Regions from separate parts of the Macaca mulatta genome. Here region 1 is linked to region 2. The links are chromatin contacts, called in public Hi-C maps. All regions are on one chromosome and are shown on one strand. Each heading gives the region's core, a stretch centred on a gene start, on an enhancer-like site or on the middle of the called end of the contact. The rest is flanking DNA. Distances are from core to core; before and after follow the strand shown. Region 1 holds the start of PNPLA2 (patatin like phospholipase domain containing 2). Region 2 holds the start of EPS8L2 (EPS8 signaling adaptor L2).

Evidence for each region. A called contact is a pair of places that touch in the nucleus more often than the background predicts.
Region 1: a contact with region 2 is called in a Hi-C map of liver, with 3 times the contacts expected there. The contact joins the promoter of PNPLA2 here to the promoter of EPS8L2 in region 2. A contact is called at or near these places in 2 of 14 Hi-C or Micro-C datasets (fetal cortex germinal zone and liver).

The regions. Positions count from the first base shown.
Region 1 is chr14:712,689-718,498 of T2T-MMU8v2.0, forward strand. It overlaps PNPLA2 (patatin like phospholipase domain containing 2), which reads left to right and starts at 1,841. Exons shown (of 9, transcript XM_015113281.3): 1 at 1,841-2,208; 2 at 3,918-4,150; 3 at 4,242-4,307; 4 at 4,696-4,905; 5 at 5,608-5,668; 6 at 5,764-5,810. The coding sequence starts at 2,022.
Region 2 is chr14:601,574-607,311 of T2T-MMU8v2.0, forward strand. It overlaps EPS8L2 (EPS8 signaling adaptor L2), which reads left to right and starts at 3,261. Exons shown (of 25, transcript XM_077961555.1): 1 at 3,261-3,284; 2 at 3,381-3,554; 3 at 3,844-4,129; 4 at 4,298-4,445; 5 at 4,834-4,957. TMEM80 (transmembrane protein 80) reads left to right here. Exons shown (of 3, transcript XM_077961634.1): 3 at 1,034-2,216. The coding sequence ends at 1,239.

The DNA of each region.
Region 1 (5,810 bases), core at 591-3,090, 110 kb after region 2:
CTATCTCTTGACCTCGTGATCTGCCCAGCTCGGCCTCCCAAAGTGCTGGGATTACAGGCATGAGCCACAGTGCCTGGCGTTTTTTTTTGTTTTGTTTTGTTTTGTTTTTGAGAAGTCATGCTCTGTCACCTGGCCAGGCTGGAGTGCGGTGGCACCATCTCAGCTCACTGCAACCTCTGCCTCCCAGGTTCAAGCGATTCTCCTGCCTTAGCCTCCCGAGTAGCTAGGACTACAGGCATGTGCTACCACGCCCGGCTAATTTTTGTATTTTCAGTACAGAGGGGGTTTTGCCATGTTGGCCTGGCTGGTCTCGAACTCCTGACCTCAGGTGATCAGCCCACCTTGGCCTTCCAAAGTGTTGGGATTACATGCGTGGGCCACCACGGCGCCCAGCCTCTTTTTTTTCTTTTTTTTGGGGTGGAGGGAGCCTGGCTCTGAAGCCTAGGCTGGAGTGCAGTAGTGCAATCTCAGCTCGCTGCAACCTCCGCCTCCCAGGTTCAGGTGATTCTCCCACCTCAGCCTCCCAGGTAGCTTGGATTACAGGCGTATGCCACCCTGACCGGCTAATATTTGTATTTTTAGTACAGACAGGGTTTCACCAGCCAGGGCGGTCTCAAACTCCCGACTTTCTGTAATGCGCCCGTCGCGGCCTCCCCAAGTGCTGGGATTACAGGTGTGAGCCTCCGTGCCCGGCCTCCTCTCATTTTCAGCCTATGTAGACGCCTACCGGCCCCCAGTAGGGCTGGGGCAGGGTTGACTTTCCACTGCTCTCTGGGATGTCTGGGAGCATGGAGGCTGAGGACTGGGCAGCATCCCCCTACATCGCCCCATTCTGGGAAGGCCCTGCTCTGGCTTCTCTAACTCAGCTTGGGTTGGGGGCAGCCCCAAGCCCCATCCCAGACCCTCTGCAGCCCTGACAACAGCTAGGGCCAGAGATGACCTCAGCCTGGAGAGCCAGTGTTCCTGGGGAGACAGAATCTCATTGCCTCCCACCCCAACCTAAGAGAACCTCTCCTTTGGGGGTGGGGTGAGGTTCAGGGACAGATCCTGGATCCACACCAAGCCCGGCTTGCACCACTGACAAGGAGAAAAATGCGGAAAAGGGACGGAAGGGTGACATCACCCAGGATTGCTCTACCTCTGGGGCAATTATCGGGGGGCGGGGCGGCCCCAGTCAGACGCGCACAGCCCCAAAGCCTGAACAGGCAGGGCGGGACCCAGGTACAGACCCAGGTAAGAGGCCAAGGTCCGGAGGGGTCGCGGGCGCGGGACAAGGCTGAGGCCCCACGTCAGGGCGCGTGGGTCTGCGGAGCTGGGGTCCCCCACGAAGGATTTGCGGGACTAGCATCCCGCCTTGGATGTTTATGGGTCCGTCTGTGGGTGAGCCAGTGGGTCCTGGGACTCCCGAGGCCTGTGCGGCTTTCAGGTCTGGGGTGCTGCCGGTGAGTCTCTGTCCAGGGACCAGCTCCTCTGTCCCGGGTGGGTGTGGGAGGCGGACCTGGTGGGGAAGGGCGGCGGCTGCCCTGAAACCAGAGCCCCCTCTCGCGGGTACCCAGGTCTGTGTGAGGCTTCCAGCCCCCAGGCTTGGGGGCCTGCGCCCGGCCCACCCGGCTCCCGTAGGCGCGTGCCCCCAGCCGTGCCCAGCAGGGGCGGAGGGAGGGCGGGAGGCTTCGCTGGGCGGCAGCGGGGGGCGGGGCTCCAGCGCGGGGGGGCGGGTCAGGGACGGGGGCGGGGCCCGAAGGCACGGCCGTTCCCCGCGCGCCCCGATTGGTCTTCGTGTGCCGGCCCCGCCCCCGCCGTGAGTTCACACTTAAAAGCGCCGCCTCTGCGCCGCTCGCGTAGCTTCTTCGCCTCCGCCAGCGGGGACCCGCGCTAGAGCCGCAGCTGGACCCGCCCGGCCCCCGGCTCCCGGTCCCCGGCTCCCGGCTCCCGGCTCCAGCGAGCGAACGGCGAGCGGCGAGCAAGCGGCGCAGAGAGGCCCGGCCGCCCGCGGAGCCCGGAGCCCGGCGGCCGCCGCCGCGATGTTTCCCCGGGAGAAGACGTGGAACATCTCGTTCGCGGGCTGCGGCTTCCTCGGCGTCTACTACGTCGGCGTGGCCTCCTGCCTCCGCGAGCACGCGCCCTTCCTGGTGGCCAACGCCACGCACATCTATGGCGCCTCGGCCGGGGCGCTCACGGCCACGGCTCTGGTCACCGGGGTCTGCCTGGGTGAGCGGGGCCGGGGGCGGCAGGCGGGGCTGGCGGGAAGGCCGCGCGGGGCCGGGGGATGGTCTCGGTGAACGGAGGGGCCCCGCGGCGAGCCGGTGGGTACCGTGGGGAGGGCTCCTGTCCGCGCCTAGGGAACCCGGCGAGGATCCAATCCGGGTCGCTGGCCCGGGGGCGGGGCCTGGTTTGTTTTGCTCCGAGGGTGCCCGGGGCCCGCCTCTCGGGCGCAAAGGTTGGGGGACGGGCAGGTGCAGCAGAAGCTGCTTAATTGGACAGAGAAAGTAACTCGTGGGCGGGACCGTGAGAATCCAAGGAGGCACCTAAGTCACCCCGTGGCCCTGGATATTACACCCTGTGCCAGCGGTCGGTCACAGTGTCCTGGGCCTCTGCAAATTCCAGGCTGCTATCAGGGGGCCTGGCATGGGGGTGGCCTCTGAGAGGCGTCTGGGAACCGTGACCTGGTCCTTTCCAAGGGCCCGGAGGAGGAGCCCCGCTGAGGTCAGGGCTGGGCGCGAAGGGGCTCTTCTGCCCTCTCCTTGCACATGGTGCCCTGTGGCCTGGCTCCCCGCTGAGGCCCACCGCGTTTGCACACTTCATGGTGAGGGTGCTTCTGGGCTCTGGTGCCTGTGGTCAGGAGTGGATGGGTCTCTGTGTGCTGGGCTGGCCTCGGCTCGCACTATCGGCTGCCATGAAGGAGCAGCATTTACAGCACATAACTTCAGGAGTCCTGGGAACTGCTGCCCAGCTCCTAGCCTGTGAGGACACCCGAAATGACAGGCACCCTGCTCAGCAGGAGCTTGTCCGGGGTTCACCCCTGCCCTCTTCCTCTGAACTTTGTCCTGGGAGGGAGGGGGCTGGACCACAGAAGTGAACCCCCCAGGTCCGAATAACTACAGCTGTTATTGGAGGCCTTCAGACAAGCGCCTCAGTCGGCCCCCTGGCTTCAGGACACATCAAGGTCCCTGCTGCCCCAGCCAAGGACACTTCTCCCATAGCTTCCCCACCCTGCTCCCAACAAGACTCCTTCTCACGGGTGGTCTTGCACAGCTGGAGCCCATAGTGCAGCAGGTGCTGTCTGAGGAGCTCCTGCCTCCACACTGCCCCACTCCTGACAAGAGTGATGCACTGGAGGAGGGGCTTGGACCTCAGCTCTTCCCACAACGCTCCAGACCACTTCCAGGGACTAGCCCCAAGCTGGCCAGCACCCTTGGGCCCAAAAGGAGTGTTTGGGGTGCTTCCTCTTGGCTGCAGTGGGACACAGGTGTGCCTTCTTAGGAACTGGGTCCTGACTACTTCCAGCCCAACACGCCCGGGCCTGTGAACTGTGACCTGTGTGCCGGGCTGGGCTTTGTGGGTCTGCCCCATCCCCCCACTGCTGAATCTGGCCAAGTGGGTGAAGGCTAAGGCTGGTCAGAGTTGAGTCTCTGCCTTGTCCCCACTCCTGGGCTAGATGCCACACCAGGCCCAGTGACTCATGGGGACAGACAGTTGGGAAATACCAGGCAGAGGGCAGGTCCTGGTCTCAGCTGGCCAGCCTCAGCTGTCTGCCATCTCAGGGAAGGTGGCCAAAGTCCCAACTATAAGCCAGGTCCCACATGCACTGGGCCTCCTCCAGGGTCTGTATGCCATGGAACCCTGGACATGGGGCTATGAAGGAAGGTGGGTTGCAAAGCCCAGGAGCACGGGCCCCTAACCTTGGCCCTGTGCCCCAGGTGAGGCTGGTGCCAAGTTCATTGAGGTATCTAAAGAGGCCCGGAAGCGGTTCCTGGGCCCCCTGCACCCCTCCTTCAACCTGGTAAAGATCATCCGCAGTTTCCTGCTGAAGGTTCTGCCAGCTGATAGCCATGAGCATGCCAGTGGGCGCCTGGGCATCTCCCTGACCCGCGTGTCGGACGGCGAGAATGTCATTATATCCCACTTCAACTCCAAGGACGAGCTCATCCAGGTGGGGCCTGGTGGAGCCATGCTTGGGGGTGGGCACAGTGTGAACCTCAAGGACCCTGCTCACTCTCTCCCACTCTGTCCCTGTCCTGAAGGCCAATGTCTGCAGCGGTTTCATCCCCGTGTACTGTGGGCTCATCCCTCCCTCCCTCCAGGGGGTGGTGAGTATCCCTAGCCCTGGGCACCTTCCATGAGGTGGGCCGTGGGATGAGGGACAGAGGGGGAGGCCGCCGAGAGCCATCCTTCAGGCCCTTGCCCTGCCACTGCCTGTTACCCCACTTCCCCTGTGTTACTCAAGAAGCAGCCATGGCGATGCACGCTTCCTGCCCTGCCCCCCGCCATCCCTTCCTCTGTCCCTGCCCTCCCCCGTCTGCCATCTGCTCAGTGCCCAAGCTGGCCCACAGTCAATGCCCAGTGGGTAAAATGCCCAAATGAAATAGCCACTGAATGGGGCCCTTGGTGGCCGCGTGGGGTGGCGGTGGGTGGGGGGAGCTGGCCAGTGCAGCCGCAGGCCCTCATGTACAGTCCTGTCTGTGTGTCCCATGGAAGCGCTATGTGGATGGTGGCATTTCGGACAACCTGCCACTCTATGAGCTTAAGAACACCATCACAGTGTCCCCTTTCTCGGGCGAGAGTGACATCTGTCCACAGGACAGCTCCACCAACATCCACGAGCTGCGAGTCACCAACACCAGCATCCAGTTCAACCTTCGCAACCTCTACCGCCTCTCCAAGGCCCTCTTCCCGCCTGAGCCCCTGGTGAGCTCTGCTCCGGGGACTGTGGCCTTCCCAGCCACTCCTCACTGAGCACCAAGGGAGAACACTGCTCTTTTGACTTCTGAGTGCCCAGGGTAGGGTGGGGTCTGTACAGCCTCTTCTGAGGGCTGCGGGAAAGTGCGCAGCCTCTCTAGGGGCAGATGGCCCATCCAACCTCTGTCCAGGCTCCCCGTCCAGCCTCTCTCTCTCTTTTTTTTTTTTTGAGATGGAGTCTCGCTCTGTTGCCAAGGCTGGAGTGCAGTAATGCGATCTCAGCTCACTACAACTTCTGCCTTCTGGGTTCAAGCTATTCTCCTGCTTCAGCCTTCCAAGTAGCTGGGATTATAGGCGCCTGCCACTATGCCTGGCTGGCCTCAAACTATTTTTTTTTTTTTTTTTTTGAGACGGATTCTCACATTGTCATCCAGGCTGGAGTGCAGTGGTGCGATCTCCACTCACTGCAAGCTTGGCCTCCCAGGTTCATGCCATTCTCCTGCCTCAGCCTCCCGAGTACCTGGGACTACAGGCACCCGCCACCATACCCGGCTAATTTTTTGTATTTTTAGTAGAGACGGGTCTAGGATAGGTTTTGGGGTTGGGGGCTGTGGGTGGTGAAGGGAGGTGGCCCTCAGGGGCGCCAGGGACTCCAGGGGCAGAACAGGCATCTCTGGCTCCCTCCACTCCGTTTAACCCTCTTCACCACAGGTGCTGCGAGAGATGTGCAAGCAGGGCTACCGGGACGGCCTGCGCTTCCTGCAGCGGAACGGTGCGTGGACCCCAGCGGGACAGGGCGGGGTGGGCTCGGCTCTGCTGCACCCTGCAGGCCTGATGAACTGGGAATCCCTCTCGCCCCCACCCCAGGCCTTCTGAACCGACCCAACCCCTTGCTGGCGTTGCCCCCCGCCTGC
Region 2 (5,738 bases), core at 2,011-4,510:
GGGGTGCAGGCTTCCAGCCCTCTGCGTGCTCATGGTCATAACACGTGCACCTAAACACATGTGTTTGTGAAACATTGCCCTGCCGTGGGGAACGCAGTGGGCACTTCCAGGGCACTTTGCGCCTGCCAGGCTGGAATCTTGGACCCCTCTTGTTGACACACAGATATACCCCGATGCTCGATGTCCAGTGAGGAACCGAGGCTGCAGAGAAGGGTGGCCCCCACCGTTCCTCTTGTTACCAGGCCTCAGACACACTAGGAGGATGGAGGCGAGTTCTGTCAGTTGCCCATTCCACTGAGGGGTGCCCGGCCGTCAGTGTCTTGTCTGCACTTACAGATGGTCCTGGAGCCTCTACAGCTTGCCCCCCAGAGTGGGCACTGCTGGGAGGGTGCGAGCGCCACTGCTGCACGGAGGCCCGGTTCTTGGCCGGATCTTCAGGGGCTTGGGCCTGCCCCAAGGTGGTGGGGACAGGGTGTGGTCTGGCCCTGCTGGGGGCTGCTAGGCCAACTGGGACCCTCCCCAAGCGTGCCGCACACTGCAGGGTCTCCAGGCACCTCGGCTCAGCTAGTGCCTGACTCATTTGTTTGCTAAATACGCAGTTTTGTTTTTAATACATATCCATGAAATTTTCCAGAACTGGCCTTGGACCAGAGAAAAATATTTTGGGAATTTTTCAAAAAAATCCCTTCAGTTCCACTTGGAATTAGGAAAAGGTGGCAGATGCAGTTGAATCATTTTAGAAACCAAATTCACCCTCGCCCACACAGCCGACCCAGAAGACCCAGAGACAGATCACACTGGTTTTGCAGGGGCACTTGCCCCAGGAGGGGCTCACGCCCGTGCTGCACACGCTCTCTGGCTCTCCTGAGTTCTGGGTGGCCATGGGGGCTGTTTCCCTGGAATTCCCCAGGCCCCCGAGGAACGTAGGGCAAGGATCTGCTCTGGTCCCAGCAGCCTGCCAGGTACCTGCGGGCAGTGGGCTCTGGGGATCACCCTGCGCCACCTTCACTCCCCCTTTTGCTCTGTTCTCCAGGTACCAGGGGCAACCTGACAGAGGCTGAGAGGCCGCTGGCCGCCAGCCTGGCCCTCACGGCCGGCACCGCCCTCCTCTCTGCCTACTTCCTGCTTTGGCAGACCCTGGTGTTGTGGGCAGACTGGGCCCTCAGTGCCACACTCCTGGCCCTTCACGGCCTGGAGGCCGTCCTGCAGGTGGTTGCCATTGCAGCCTTCACCAGGTAGCTGCAGGCACCCAGAACACCCCACACTGGGGCCCTCCTCCTGGGCCCGACCAGTCCCCCAGCTGTCACTCCCATTCCTGGACAGGAAGGGCACTTTTCCTAGCGACTGGCCATAGATGGTTTCGGACGGCTCCATCTGTCCTGGCAGGGGTGGGAGCAGGAGCCAGAGCAGAACAAACTGCTGGAGGCCCTGGTGTTGGGAACAGCTGCAGGGAGGGTAGGGACCACACAGAACTGCCTTCAAGGTGAGTCCCGGGAGCGCACACTCAGCCCTGTCAGTGGGGTCTGGCTGCAGTAGCCAGGCCTCCATGGACCCCCATGGGCCCCCAGGGCTGAGAGGGAGGACAGAGCCCTTCAGAACAGAGGCCTCGTCTCACCGCCTCCCCCATCACCCCCTAGTTCCCTGATGGTCCTAATTTGTGCTCTGAGAGCCCAGTTTACTCCGTGGCCAGGCCCCACCTGTGTTTCCAAGTCCGGCTGGAGAAGCAGGATGGGGTAGGCCTTGTGCTTTGAGTGCCCCCAGCTCTGCCTCACAGGCAGGCAGTCCCCGGGGGCAAGAGTGCACTCTGGGTTCCCAAAGCAATAAATGCAAACAAGCCAACAGCTCTGGTGCTTGAGAATTTCCATCTCAGCCACACTCCTCCCTTTAGGGGCTTCGGAGGAGAGGTCAGGGCTGAGTCTGGGGATGGAACTGCAGGAGAGAGAGCAGCTGCGGGGCCCACATTCTGAGCCTCCGTCCACTCCAGTTTTAGCAACTTTTGCCTTTTGCACTGAGTGCTAAACAAATTCTAGCTCTGTGATTTTTTTCCCATTCCCAGATTTACTGTAAGTTCTCCTTAAAAAGTATCTAAGCTGTTATAGTAGCTTTCCCTTCATTTGGTTCTATTGTGTGTTCTCTATGTTTGGAATAATCACATCCTAATACCTAGATATTTTCTCTTCACTGCATTTTGTAAATAAAAGAGATGTGTATGTCTCCTTGAATTCTCCTAATTATGGCCACCTCCCCCACCCCATTGCCAGTTCTCCCACCCTTCAAGAGAGCACACCCTGCTTGCCAGCTGGTCAATTCCTGGCTGGCCTCGCCCTCGGGCCCTGGCTGCTGGGCGCCTTCCGTTCGGTGGACTCCTGAGGGCAGGAGGCTGCGGGGCTGTCCTGGGCCTCCACTGGGGCTCCCTCAGCTGGGGTGGCTATGGCACCCGGACAGACTTTCCTGCCTGTCTTCGTGGAAGCGATAGGAGCACCCGGTTGTCCTGGGCGGACTTGCTTTGACCTGCCTATCGCCCCCAGAGGCCACGGTGAGGACCTGCAGGCTGACCTGCAGGACAGCCCTCAGGACCCGCTTCCCACCCCTGCGCCCTTGCAGCAGAACCACACACGCCAGCGCCTGAGCGCCTTGGGCCCCGTCCCTCACCAGCGCCTGCACTGGCAGAGGACTGGCTGGGCATGCCTGCCATCTGAAGGACTCAGCCCATGAACCATGCAGACCAGGGAAGGGCCTCCTCCCCAAGGCTAGAGACCTGTTGCCTTCATGGTTAATGGATCCTGACACCTCCAGTCTCAGTGGGCACACAGGCAGTGGTCACCTGCTCCACAGGGAACGCATGGCTCCAGGTGGTCCGGAGTGGATGGGGCCTGAGAGACCAGCCTGTACCGTCTCCTGAGGGCAGGCTCTGCACTCACAATCGTGTTGACAGGCACCCATTCAGGAGTGGAGAGGGACGCCCCCACCTCGCCTGTGCCCTCCAGCGCCTGTTTCCCACTTGGCCACTCCCAGCTCTGCCTCCAGGGAGGGTGAGGGCAAGGGTGCACCGTGGGTTTGGTGTGTGTGACCCCTGAGCTCTGGGTCAGGGCAAGCTCATGCATGGAGCAGGATCTTGGCATGCAAACTGCAGGATCAAACTGCAAAGGCCGTAAACCAGGAAGCCAGGCCTTGCCCGGGCTCAGGGGCAGGCACTGGGCCCGAAGGAGGAGGGCCACTTCCTGCCACCCCTCTGCCGAGCTCACCTGTGGCACCTCCCCAGGAAGTGCTCTGGCCAGAGCAGGGTAAACACGCTAGCCCTGCCCCTCTGGGACCGGGGACCGGGGACCCAGACTCTTGGCCACACTCATTCCCACCCCCTCATTCCCACCCCTACCCAGGACGGCAGCCGGAGCCTTGGGTCCCTGCATGCGCCTGGGGTGCCTTGTGCCCCTTCACTTCCTCCTTGTCCAGTTTACTGCTGTGGCAGCCGGTGCTACCCGCTGTGTCCGCTGCACCCTGGCCTGTTCTGAGCGGTCAGAGCAGCTGGGCAGAAGGGCCATCCTGGGAGCCAGGTAGATGAGAACAGAACCAGACAGTCCCCCTGTGGTGGGCAGAGGGTGGGGCCTGGCCACGGGGCAGTGCAAGAAGAGGCATCCTGAGAGGGCCTCGGGTGTCCCCACCGCCCCCGACACCCAATCTCTCAGTGCCCAGGCTGGGCAGAAAAGGGGCCTTGGAGGAGCCCCTGCACTGTAAGGAAGGGAGGCCCCATCCCACTCCGGGAGCTCACAGCCCCAAGCCTAGGTCTGTGGCATGGTTGGGTCCTGCCTGACACCCACCCGCTCACCGAAGCCTCTACCCCAGCTTCCCCAGACCTGGGGCGGGCCCGCTAAGGAAAGCGACTCTGCCCCAGGCCTGGCGCACCTGAGGGGCGCACCTGGCTCGGCCAAGGCTCTGACCTCCCTAGGGCTGGAGCCCTCCCAGCATCACGCCAGCGCTGCCCCCGAAGTCCCATTGGCAGCGTCCCCCCGTGCCCCCCGGCCTGCTGGGGCGCAGCTAGGCCCTGTCCAAAGAAGAGCTCGAGGCCTCGTCCTGCTCATCCCGCGGAGGCGGCCCTGCGCCCCGCCTCTCCCCAGCGCCCCAGCTCCAGGTGGGTGTTGGGGAGGGCGGAGAGGGCTGGGGCTAGAGCCCAGGCGGGGCGGGGGCGGGGGCGGGGCGGAGCTGGGTCCGAGACCGGCGGGGGCGCCTCCATCCCACGCCCTCCTCCCCCGCGCGCCCGCCCGCTCGCTCTCTGGTGACTCCGCAACCTGTCGCTCAGGTTTCTCCTCTCCCAGCCCCGCCCCGGCCCGGCCCCGCCGAGCGTCCCAGCCGCCCGCGGGAGACCGGGAGCCGCGGCCGAGGCGCGAACAGACGGACGCACGGGTGAGCGCCGAGGGGACAGGCCGAGCGCAGGGCGCCCGGAGCAGGTGAGCGCAGCTGACGCGGGGGAGCGCGCCCCCCCGGGCCTCAGTTTCCCCAGTGGTGATGGGACGCGGGGCTTCTGGTTCCGGACACCGGGTCAGGCGTGGCGTCGCAGGGCGCGGAGCACTTGGAGGGCGGCTGGGCCGGGGACGCGGGGCAGGGGGCTGGGGTCCTGGCCGGGCCCCCGCCTCTCCTGGACGGGTCCTGCTGCAGCCCGGCCTGCCCACGTCGGTCCTGGGCGGCGGCTGGCAAGCAAGGATATTTTTAAGCCAGCGATGGGTGACTCACCCGCCCCGTCCTGCCCCTTCCCAGCTCTGGGGCTTGGTGGGGGCAATCCCTGCGTCCGGAGAGCGCAGGTGGTACGGAGGCTTCTCCCGCTTCTGTGGGCCGCAGGACCTTCCCGAGGTGAGCACCGCACGCCCACTCCCTGTGGGCCGGAGCCAAGAGGCACTTCCTGGGTGTCGGAGCCCAGAAGGAAGCCAGTGGCCTGGGAAGCACCAGCTGGGTCAGTCTCCAGGTCAGGGTCGGGGGTGGGAGTTTCAGGGGGTAGGGGAGGCTGGGACGGGGGCTGCAGAGGCCCTGCCAGGTGAGGCAGTAGGGTGGGCTGGCAGGAGCCTGTGGGCAGGCGAACTTCGGCCATCCTAGATTCCTGGTCCCTGGGTCCAGCTGCCTGGCGTTGCCCCTTGCTGTGGGGTGTCCCTGGTGGCAGGGGAGGGGGAGGCAGGGCCGGGCATGCCTGGACCTCTGTCCCCACCCACCCCGTGCCCAGTCCTGGGGAGGCAGGCCCAGCTGCTGACGGCCCCTCCCCTCGCGGCCCCTCCTCCCCTTGCTGCCCCTCCTTGGTCCCAGCCTCTCCTGGGCCTGCTTAGTACCCAGGCCTTGTTGGCACAGCGCTCCCACGGGGCCTCCTCTGCCTGCTTGGGTCTCCTTCCCTACCCTCAGCTTCCCCAGCTTATCCCTTTCTCCTTCAAGACGTAGCTTCCAAACCAGGACACGGCCAGGGCCTGAGGGGCACCCCCATTCCAGGGCCCCACCCGGCTCCCATGAGGGCAGCCTGGAGCCCCCATGACTCAGCTGACCCCTACCCAAGGTCACTCAGCATGTGGAGCTGGAATTTGAACTTGGAGCCTGTCTCTCTACCCTCTTGCCCTGCTGGGACCTCCTCCCCTCCACAGCCTGACTGACAAGGCACCCCGCTCTGCCCCACTTCACACCGGGAAAATGACCACAGTACAAAGTGCAGCCTGGGCCTCCAGGGCTTGGACCCCACCCCCAGTGGGCCAAAGAAGCTTCCCCAG